Regions from separate parts of the Mus musculus genome. Here region 2 is linked to region 1. A link is a contact called in public Hi-C data. All regions are on one chromosome and are shown on one strand. Each heading gives the region's core, a stretch centred on a gene start, on an enhancer-like site or on the middle of the called end of the contact. The rest is flanking DNA. Distances are from core to core; before and after follow the strand shown. Region 1 overlaps Pla2g4a (phospholipase A2, group IVA (cytosolic, calcium-dependent)). Region 2 has its middle 16 kb from the start of Ptgs2.

Region 1 (4,907 bases), core at 572-3,071:
TTATAGCCAAAGCAGAGAAATCCTCCCATGAACGAGCTCCTGGAAGAAAGGCCTTAAAGTGTGTTTAATCTTCACAACAGCAGAGGTTACACAGAACACGCTGGCCGGTGAATCTTGAGGTCCAAGCATGTTGCGAGTGCATCTAAACTCTGGACGAGTGCAGAAAGGAATGAAAGAAAGAAACCAGGTGAGGGTTCAGAACAACTGTTAAGACAAACAATAAAGAGGCATAATTCCTACAGTCACCGAAACACAGGGTGGCCCCTTTCAATTCTCATCTCACTTAAGCAGCAAATGATTGCTTATTCTCCATAGGTCCCAAATGTTTTTGTGTTATTTATATACACATAAATGTATTGTTTAATATTAAAAAAATTAATTTGGAACTCAGTGCTTTCTCTTATGGTCCTAACACTGACAAATAAAAGCATATTGGATACTATAAAACTACCAGGAAGTTCTTGAAATGTGGGGAACGTTTGCTAGGATGTATGCAGTGCAAACCTCAGATGAACTGTTTTGGCAAAATGATACTGAAAAAGAGATGAAACGAAGTATACACCAAGAAAACTTCCATTCTTACATCAGCAAAACAATGACTAATAAAGCCACAGGGATGGGTGGTGTGTGATGGAGGGAAGACTTAGAACAGCCCCTGAGACCTGTGGCCCAAGCCAAGATTTGCTGAGCCATTTGGAACAAAGACAACAGAACTAGTTTCTCTGATATTCTTTGTCTAGAAAGTTAAGTAGCTGAAGGTCCTTTATAGATCTAACAGCTATGAGTATGATTTGCTTGATTCTGTCAGCAGTCACCGTAAAGCACGAGTTTCAGAAGAAGCATTTACCACAGGACAGTTAAGACAAACAGTATAGTCACAAAACAAGAAAAATAATGCTTCCAGCTGTATGTTTTAATCCATTTTTAGTTCGGGTAAACTTACTCTATCACAATTAGATTTTTATTACAGATAATCTGCATAGATTTGGGGATAATAAATGTATAATTAAAAGCAACTCATGCCGGGCAGTGGTGGAGCACGCCTTTAATCCCAGCACTTGGGAAGCAGAGGCAGGCAGATTTCTGAGTTCAAGGCCAGCCTTGTCTACACAGTGTGTTCCAGGACCGCGAGGGCTATAAGAGAAACCCTGTCTTGAAAAAAGAAATAAAGAAATAAAGAAAAAATGTAACTCATATCCAAGAATTTAAGGCCGTGCACGCAATACAAAATGCAACATTTGTTCCCCTTAAAGTCAAACAAACAGAAACCAACAACAAATTCTGAAGCCTATAATAATTTCCAAAGGCAATGGGAAAGCTTCAGGGAGTTTTGTTGTTTATCTGATCTAAAGTTTTACAGCATCATAGTAATGACCTTAAGACAGAGATGATTAAGAAATGATATTTAGACGACTAAGATAAGATGATGGGGTGATTGAGAGGAAAATTTCAGGCCACCATATAAAAGATGTATCCCATATAACTTACCAGCAAGGCTAACGTAACATTTAATCTGTAAGTCACAGGGAACTGAAGAATAAAAGGTTACTACACTTGGGAATTTCACTTAGGGACAAGTGTGAAAGTGACTAGATTCTTAACCAAGCAACTTCACAAGGTTTCCTAGTCTTGCCTGAAAACTGGAGAGGAATTTTCCCTGTCCAGATGGGCACTGCAGAAGGCTCCACTCCAACCCCTGTGCTGCACGTTCCCTGTTACCACAAGGGGGCGCCAGGCCTAGAGAACTTTCATCGCATCCTCAAAGATCCCATCTGTAGAGACCTGGCCTTTTCCAAAGAGGCCCGCCCACGGGATAGAAAGGAGGAAATGAGACATAGCTGTGCTGCTTCTTCTCTTTCCGTTGCCAGGCACGACTGTGGAGGCGTTTGGGGAATGAGTCTGGTGTTTTTTGGAGTCACTCCTGGAAGCCTCGGACTTGCTTCTCTAATCCTTGGAACAACTCTGGAAGCACCTATTTCCCTACTTTACACTATTCTATAATTATCACGGTAGAGGTTTCCTGTTGACTCTAGGGGAACCCTGATCAATTAAGAAAGTATTTCAAAGAATATTTTCTATACTAGCATGGCTAGGCCATTACCTAACCAATGTATTTTTCTTCAATAGTAGCAGTAGTAGTAGTGGTGGTAGTAGGAGTAGCAGTAGTAGTAATGTCTCTCACAAGTCAATGTTCTTAAAATTGAGTCTAGTTAAATGTTGACCATAATTACAATGCTTCTCCCCAATTAAAATTAAAGATATCCTGAAGTAGCTTAGACGGCTTACATACCTGCTACCGCTGCGTCGAGCTCGTCATCGAAGGAATCCTGAGAGCTGAAGTCTCTCAGGGGAGACAGTGGATATGATGTGTTGAGATTCAAGCCCAGCATGAAGTTATGCACCTTTCCGGCACGTCCTTCTCGGGTATTGAATAAAGCCGAGTCGCTCACCAAGGCCATTAGCATCCGATGGACCCAACTTGCTTGGTTGTCGCTTTGGTACTCTTTTTCAGCTTCTTCATTCTCGGTGCCTGAAGGGGAGGAACATGCCACATGCCAAATATTTACACACGTGCCAAAATGTACAGGTTTTGGCTATTATTAGCTTTGTTAATCATCAAAATTAAAACTAAAGTTCTAGGGCTTTTGTGCAATAAAATAAAATAATATAACAGAATATAAATGCCCAGTCGTTTTTTGTTTTCAAGTCCTCATAGTTACCTTTTACCTACACACAAGGTCAGTCTATATTCTTCACTGAAACCTCTGGATCTATTTAAATTTTTCACATAAAAATTTTTCTTCCTTCTCCCTCTCCCTAGCTCTCTTTCATCCAACACACACACACAACACAGACACACACTGAGAGTCCATATTACTTCATACTACCACCTATGTTTTCTAATTTTTCCTAAGAGTCCATATCCTGCTTAATAAACATCCAAGAATTACACAAAGCTAGGCAGGACAGCAGACCCACCATCTGACTGCTGATAAATAAACACTCTCATGCATCGATCTTATGACCTGCTTATAAAGTCTGGGGATTTAAAACTCTGTAATTTAAACAAATGATATAAAGTGTTTTAAAATTCACCAGTGGTCCAGAGAAGCAATGACAAATGATTTCCTCCTCGCAAACTATGCCCAGATCAACTCTAGGGGAGGGCTCATTCTGTGTTCTAATCCTCTCCACGTTTAGTGAGTTTGAAGGAACCACTTTCCAGCCTTCCTTTCCTCATTAGGAAGTCAATCGCGCAGGATTATAATGAGAGTTATTGTGATTTGGATCTCAGGGTAAAGTTCTCAGGGAAGCGGCTGGCCTTCGATTCCAGCTGGGAATAGAAAGTCTTACAGCTGGCAAACTGCAGCATAATCTTATCAGTGTCAAAGAACACCTGAGCAGAACCCTTCTGCTCTGGCATCTAGGAACCAAGTGAATAACTATACACGCATACATAAAATTCTGTGTATTAATGGGTTATTTTTCTTTTTTTTTTTTTAGATTTATTTATTTATTACATGTAAGTACACTGTAGCTGTCCTCAGACATCCCAGAAGAGGGCATCAGACCTCATTACCGATGGTTGTGAGCCATCATGTGGTTGCTGGGATTTGAACCCACAATCTTCGGAAGAGCTTTCGGCACCCTTAACCACTGAGCCATCTCTCCAGCCCCATGGGTTATTTTTCTTAATTTTTAAAAAACTTATTTGTACTTTATGGTGTTTTTGTCTGCACATTTACATGTATTGCTTGAGAAGGCCAGAAGAGGGCGTCAGATTCCTTGGAACTGGAATTACAGATGGTTGTAAGCTGCCACAGGTGTCCAGGGGCCTCTGGTAGAGCAGCTAGTGCTTTTAACTGCTGAGCCAACTCACTACACCCACCACCACCTTGTGTGTTTTGAAAGATGAGCATCTATATTCAACTTCTACAATTTCCAATAAATATATACTAAACACACATAAAGCCGTAAGCAGACATCAGAGTAACCAAACTCTTCATTATAGAGAAAAAAGGAATGGACCTGAAAAAGATTCAGACGGCATGTTTCCAATTATATACCATTCAGGGAGAGACAACAGTATGGAGGGAGCAAAGGAATTAGTTTTCCCCAGCTGACCAATGGTTAGGTAGAGAAGATTTTGAGAGCTGTAAAATGACTCCATGTGACACTCTAGTGCATCATCCACATTGGGCATTAGAGACCAGGACACGTCCACTGAAGGGCATCCATGTAACAGAGAGTACCACTCTGATGGAACAAGTTATAGTGCGGGCGGGGAGGGGACATTGTCTGGGAGAGTATGGGGCAGGAGATTTACCAAAATGACCTATCTGTTCCATCTTTCATGGAACCTAAAATGCTTGTTTTAAAAGAACAGTAAGAACTAATAAAAAAAATATTCACAGTGTCAACCTCTAACTTAAAACAAAACTAAAACAAAAACAGCAAATTCAAAGTTCTTAAACTTCTCAGCCTCAAAAACTGGCTACTGCTGAATCGTGATTAAATGTCCTGGTCACTTATGTGATTTACTCAGTAAGTAACAATCAGCTACATCCATTTCATGACCTTTCCTAACTATTCTCAAAATACTTGACATAGGGCATAGGGCCCCTTTGTACTTGGCTTGTTTCCTTCATCAAAAACAAATTTAAAAATGCAAGTCTGATCAACTAGCCAAATGTAAAATTTGAACTTTTAAATGAAGACTTTCGAATTAAGGTATGTTTCCTACAGTCTTTCCAGGGCTTCAGCTATTAAGCAGGGCTAACAGTCAAATCGGTAACCCAGCACTGAACCCTAGTTTGGCACCATCCTGCTAAAGGCTTAGATGACAGAAGGGTGGCTGCTTTTTTGTTTTTTGTTTTATTTCTTCTTTTTATTTTATTTCTCTCTCT
Region 2 (4,547 bases), core at 768-3,267, 260 kb after region 1:
GCTCATAAACACTGAGCCATCTCTCCGGGCCCTCTTTTTTTGGTTTGCTTTGTTTTGTTTGGAGATAGGGTCTTGTTATGAACCCTTGCCGGTAGATCAGGCTGGGCACGAATTTTTTCTCTTCCTCCTGCCTTGGATTTAAAGTACTGGGATTACAGGCATGTGCCACCATTATAAAGTGTTCTTTTCCCTAGTACTTATCCTTGGTATTTTTAATTATGCATATCCGTCTGTTTGTCCGAGTGCAAGTACCCTCAAATGCCAGCAACATGATACTGGAATTGGTTTCTGAACTTCAGGCCTCACAATTGAGCAGCAAGTACTCTTACTTAACTGCTGAGCCATTTCTTCAGGCCACTGAAGTTTTAAATTAAAGAGCAAACAAACAGAAAACAAAAACAAAAACAAAAAAAAACATTTTTAATTTTCATTGTCACCCTGCAAAGTAAATTCAAATATATTATTAAGGACTCAAAATGATTGCTTCTCCCTCCTCTTTTTTTCTTTTTTTCTTTCAGGCCCCATAGATTCATTGAGCCCCTTCCTCCTATCTGGCCCTCTTTAAAGATCCTTTCCTCCCTCTCCCAGAAACACTGACTTTTTCAGAACTTAACAGCCACAGGCTAAAGATATAGTAAAGAAAAGAGCTTAAGATAAGTAGTAAAAGTTCTCTGTTATGTAATCTAAGAAATAAGAATCATTTTAGCAAGATCCACCCCTCATTAAACTCAATCAGAATTCAAGAGAGATCAGATTGGGTGTTGCTGTGTTTAATGTTTAATTAAATTGAATTTAAATTTTTGTTTTAAAGTTTTATATTAAAATTATTTGCAATTTCTACTAAACTTTTTTATATTTGCATTTTAATTATTTTTAAGTTTACATTCTGTGTGTGTGTGTGTGTGTGTGTGTGTGTGTGTGTGTGTGTGTGTAAAACTTGCCAGAGTTGACTCTCTTTCCCATTCTACCACCTGGGTTCTGGAAATTAGATTCAAGTTGTCAGACTTGTGTTCTTACCACTGTCATGGTTAGGGTTTTATTGCTGTGAAGAGACAACATGACAGCGGCAACTTTTATCAGGAGACATTTAATTTTGGCTGACGTACATTCAGAGGTTTAGCCCAATATCATCATGGCTGGCAGGAGGCATGGCTGGGGCACAGGCAGACTTGGTGCTGCAGAGGCTGAGAGTTCTACATCTGGGTGGAGGGTGAACAGGCAGCAAGTAGGAAGACAGAGATACTGGACTGAACATTTGAAATCTCAAAGCCTACCCTCGGCCCCCAGTGACACACATCCTCCAAGGTGACATTTCCTAATAGTGTCACTCCTTATGGGTCTCAGGGGCCATTTTCATTCAGACCACCACTACATCCTCTGAGCCAGCACATCAGCTCTTGTGGTTTGTTGTCTGAGACACTCTTCTATAACATACTTTTGGAACTCACTATGTAGCCTAGGCTGGCCTTCAATTCAAGGCGTTCCTTCTGCCTCACCCTTCCAAATGCTCAGGTTGCAGATGTGAGTTATGATATTCAAGCGATATTTTAAGCAATGCACAAGTCATTGGAGAGGTCCATGTACATTCGCTCTCAGAAATGAATACTCCAATTACATAGAAGCCACATTTCCAGGAAGTGCTCAAGAAAAGAGTCATGATTCCACAAAATTAAGAACACAGAACAAGCCACATACAGTTCACACCCCAGTAGTTTTCTTTCCTAGATAATTACAAACAAAAGCAGCCAGGAGTTTGAGTTAGGCTAACCTTGCACCCTGGGGACTCCATCACTAACTCTCTATCTCAGGAACTCCCATCACGTGGCCTCTGTGGGGATGGAGTTCCCTTGCCTTTCACTTGCCCCTATTGTTCCGAGTAGGTGATGTGGTAGCATTATTGCGTGACTTTCCCCTGGCTCTTAACCAAAACTGTTCATAATGACGACATTCACAAACACAGGGCGGGGTATGCTCTTGAGAGAATGTCTTGCACTGACTTAGCATTCTGAAAGAGGCTAAGAAAAGGGGCCAATGGGTAAACACTCTTGCTCCTTAAGCAGTAAAAAGGGTGGCGATGACTCACATGACAAGAATGTTCCTTTCGCCCACACCCTGAAACCTCCCCTTTAAAATGCAAAATCTAACATTATCATGCTATATTTTATTTAGACTTAATTTATCTAGAGTATTATCTAACCTCTCACTGCTGAGGTTTTATAATGCTCCTTAATTTGGAGGAAATCCTGCTTGAAAGAAAGAACTTGATCAATCCAGTCCGGTGCGGGTGGTACCAGCAGAGGCAGGAGGCTGGGTTTTTTGCTTTCTTGGTTTTGTTTTGAGGCCAGCTGGACTCTGACTTAAAAATAAGTAAATAAATAGATAAATAAATAAATAAACACATAAATTGTACTTGTATAAAATCTCCAATTTGGGGGACTTTCAAACTGGATACATTAGCAATGGATATTCTTTATTATTTTTTTTAAATTCTTTTCACACCTACAAAATGATACATGCCATAAATATTCATTTATTTATTTATTTGTTTATTTATTTATTTATTATTATACACAAGTACACTGTAGCTGACTTCAGACACACCAGAAGAGGGTGTCAGATCTCATTACAGGTGGTTGTGAGCCACCATGTGTTTGCTGGGATTTAAACTCAGGATCTTTGGAAGAGCAGTCAGTGCTCTTACCCGCTGAGCCATCTTGCCAGCCCCATAAATATTCTTAAAATAAATTTACATTAGTAGGTTAATTTAGAGCAGAAACTGTGTTTATGTTTAGCAATTTAGGATTCCATTTGAAATCACTAGAGAGACATTGCGATTACAATGCAATGGTGGATCACTAGACAAATTCTGACGCTGTAAACCTTGCAAATTCCCTATTGATAACACTCAGGTGATCAAGATGTGGCGGTGCCCCAGGTTCCCGGAGTTCTCAGGCTTTGCAATTAGACAGCCTGGTTTGCTCTGGCTCTTCCCATTTCCAGCTTTGTGGTAAATAAAACACCCACATTCCTCATCTTTAAAAGGCAAACTAGAGAACGCAGATGGAGCTAGGTTGGTGGTGTCTGCTTAGCATGTAGGAAGACCTTCGTTCTAGCCTCACCTTAGAGCTCGAAATTTGCTGTGGTGGTACAGACTTGTAATTCAAGAGGCCTAAACATTCTCCAGGTGGAGGCAGGAGGATAGTCCTCAGCTACATAACTCATTCGAGGCTAGCCTGGTATATGAGATACATCAAAAAAACATGACAATGATAAGTTATTTTTCTGCGATTAGGAAAGTGATTCTTGTTCCGCCAATACAGGCAACTGTTAAAAATCCTTATTTCAATTCAATTTCTTAACTAAATTAAATGCTTGCTAATATTTGATCAAACTAAAAACGTAAATAAAAATGAAAGTAGAGGCATGTAAGCAGTGACCAGGTCTGTAATCCCAAGGGTTTTGTCCAGTCAGAGTCAGTTGTTCGCAATTTATTTTTTTTCTGTTTCAAACTATCACTCAAGGCAAATTGACATTAAAATAATTACTATGTTGTGTGTGGACACAGCTGGCATGTTGTGGAGGTCAGAGGACAACTTGAGGTTCATCTTATGCTTTTCAGGGGATCAAACTCAGGTCCTCAGACTTGCCAGCAGGTGACTTTACCTTTATTACCTACCGAGCCAGCTCACAGGCTTTGGCTGACCTTGACTTTGTGGAGGACTCCCCCCACCCCACCTCCCACCCCCCACTTTCCTGTGCAGGTATTAGTTTGTATTAATAGGAATGAGCCGCAGAATTCCACTAAACTTTTACTGTTACAGGCTGTGCGACTCTGCTAAAAGGTACGTACCCGAACAAACAACTCAAATGTCCTCATGGAACCTCATTCCGGGCCCTTTGAACGTGGTCTGTTTTAGGAAGCTAAGGCAGGGGGTTCAACACCATGGAAAGGCCATCAGCAGTAAGGAGAAGTATGTATGTACAGAGATGCAGAAGGTCATAGACATAGAAAAACGTTTCAACCGAGAAACCACTAAAATATGATCTTTACTGTAAACTCACATTTTCAAGTGACCTGGAAGGTTTTAGTAAAAATCTGAGAGAGTGGGGCTGGAGAGATGGCTCAGCGATTAAGAGCATTGCTGCTCTTTCAGAGGTCCTGAGTTCAAGTCCCAGAAACCACATGGTGGCTCACAACCATCTGGAATTCCTTTTTCTGGTGTCTCTGAAGACAGCTACATTGTACTCGTCATATAAATATATATATACATAATAAAATCTTTAAAAAACATTTGAGAGAGGAATGAGAATTCAGAACTATCCCTAGCTTTGTTTTAATGGTGGTTGCTGCTGGTAGGGGTGGGGGTGGGGTGTTTTTTTCCTATTTTTTATTGCTACTGTTTTGGTTTTGATTATTTTTTGGTTGTTTGTTTTCTTCTGTTTTTTGTTTTGTTTTTGTTTTTTGTTTGTTTTGAGACACTCTATGGAATCTTGACCTCTGCAGCCTCCACTTTCCAAGGACAAATAGCACAGGCCTGTGATATATG

Evidence for each region. Hi-C and Micro-C count contacts between places; a contact is called where the count stands out from the background.
Region 2: a contact with region 1 is called in a Hi-C map of pancreatic cancer cells, with 2.0 times the contacts expected there. The contact joins two enhancer-like sites. A contact is called at or near these places in 14 of 39 promoter capture datasets (the 3T3-L1 cell line, 3T3-L1-derived adipocytes, the C10 cell line and 10 more), 2 of 15 datasets of contacts at CTCF or cohesin (the NIH/3T3 cell line and large pre-B cells), 35 of 484 Hi-C or Micro-C datasets (B cells, LSK cells, the STO cell line and 22 more), 8 of 115 datasets of contacts at active chromatin or transcription factors (astrocytes, bone marrow-derived macrophages, embryonic fibroblasts and 5 more) and 3 of 9 other capture datasets (adipose tissue, embryonic stem cells and macrophages).

What each region holds. Positions count from the first base shown.
Region 1 is chr1:149,855,155-149,860,061 of GRCm38.p6, forward strand. Pla2g4a (phospholipase A2, group IVA (cytosolic, calcium-dependent)) reads right to left here. Exons shown (of 18, transcript NM_008869.4): 14 at 2,291-2,530. Among named protein-coding and RNA genes, the nearest start is that of Pla2g4a, 100 kb to the right of the region's middle. Within about 2 kb of position 1,822, at least 60 of the 459 cell types and tissues checked have an H3K27ac peak or open chromatin away from gene starts, as enhancers often do. A contact at or near this core is called in the NIH/3T3 cell line, the STO cell line, adipose-derived mesenchymal stem cells and 4 more, where this site is marked.
Region 2 is chr1:150,113,619-150,118,165 of GRCm38.p6, forward strand. No RefSeq gene overlaps it. Among named protein-coding and RNA genes, the nearest start is that of Ptgs2, 16 kb to the left of the region's middle. Within about 2 kb of position 2,018, at least 62 of the 459 cell types and tissues checked have an H3K27ac peak or open chromatin away from gene starts, as enhancers often do. A contact at or near this core is called in the NIH/3T3 cell line, the STO cell line, adipose-derived mesenchymal stem cells and 4 more, where this site is marked.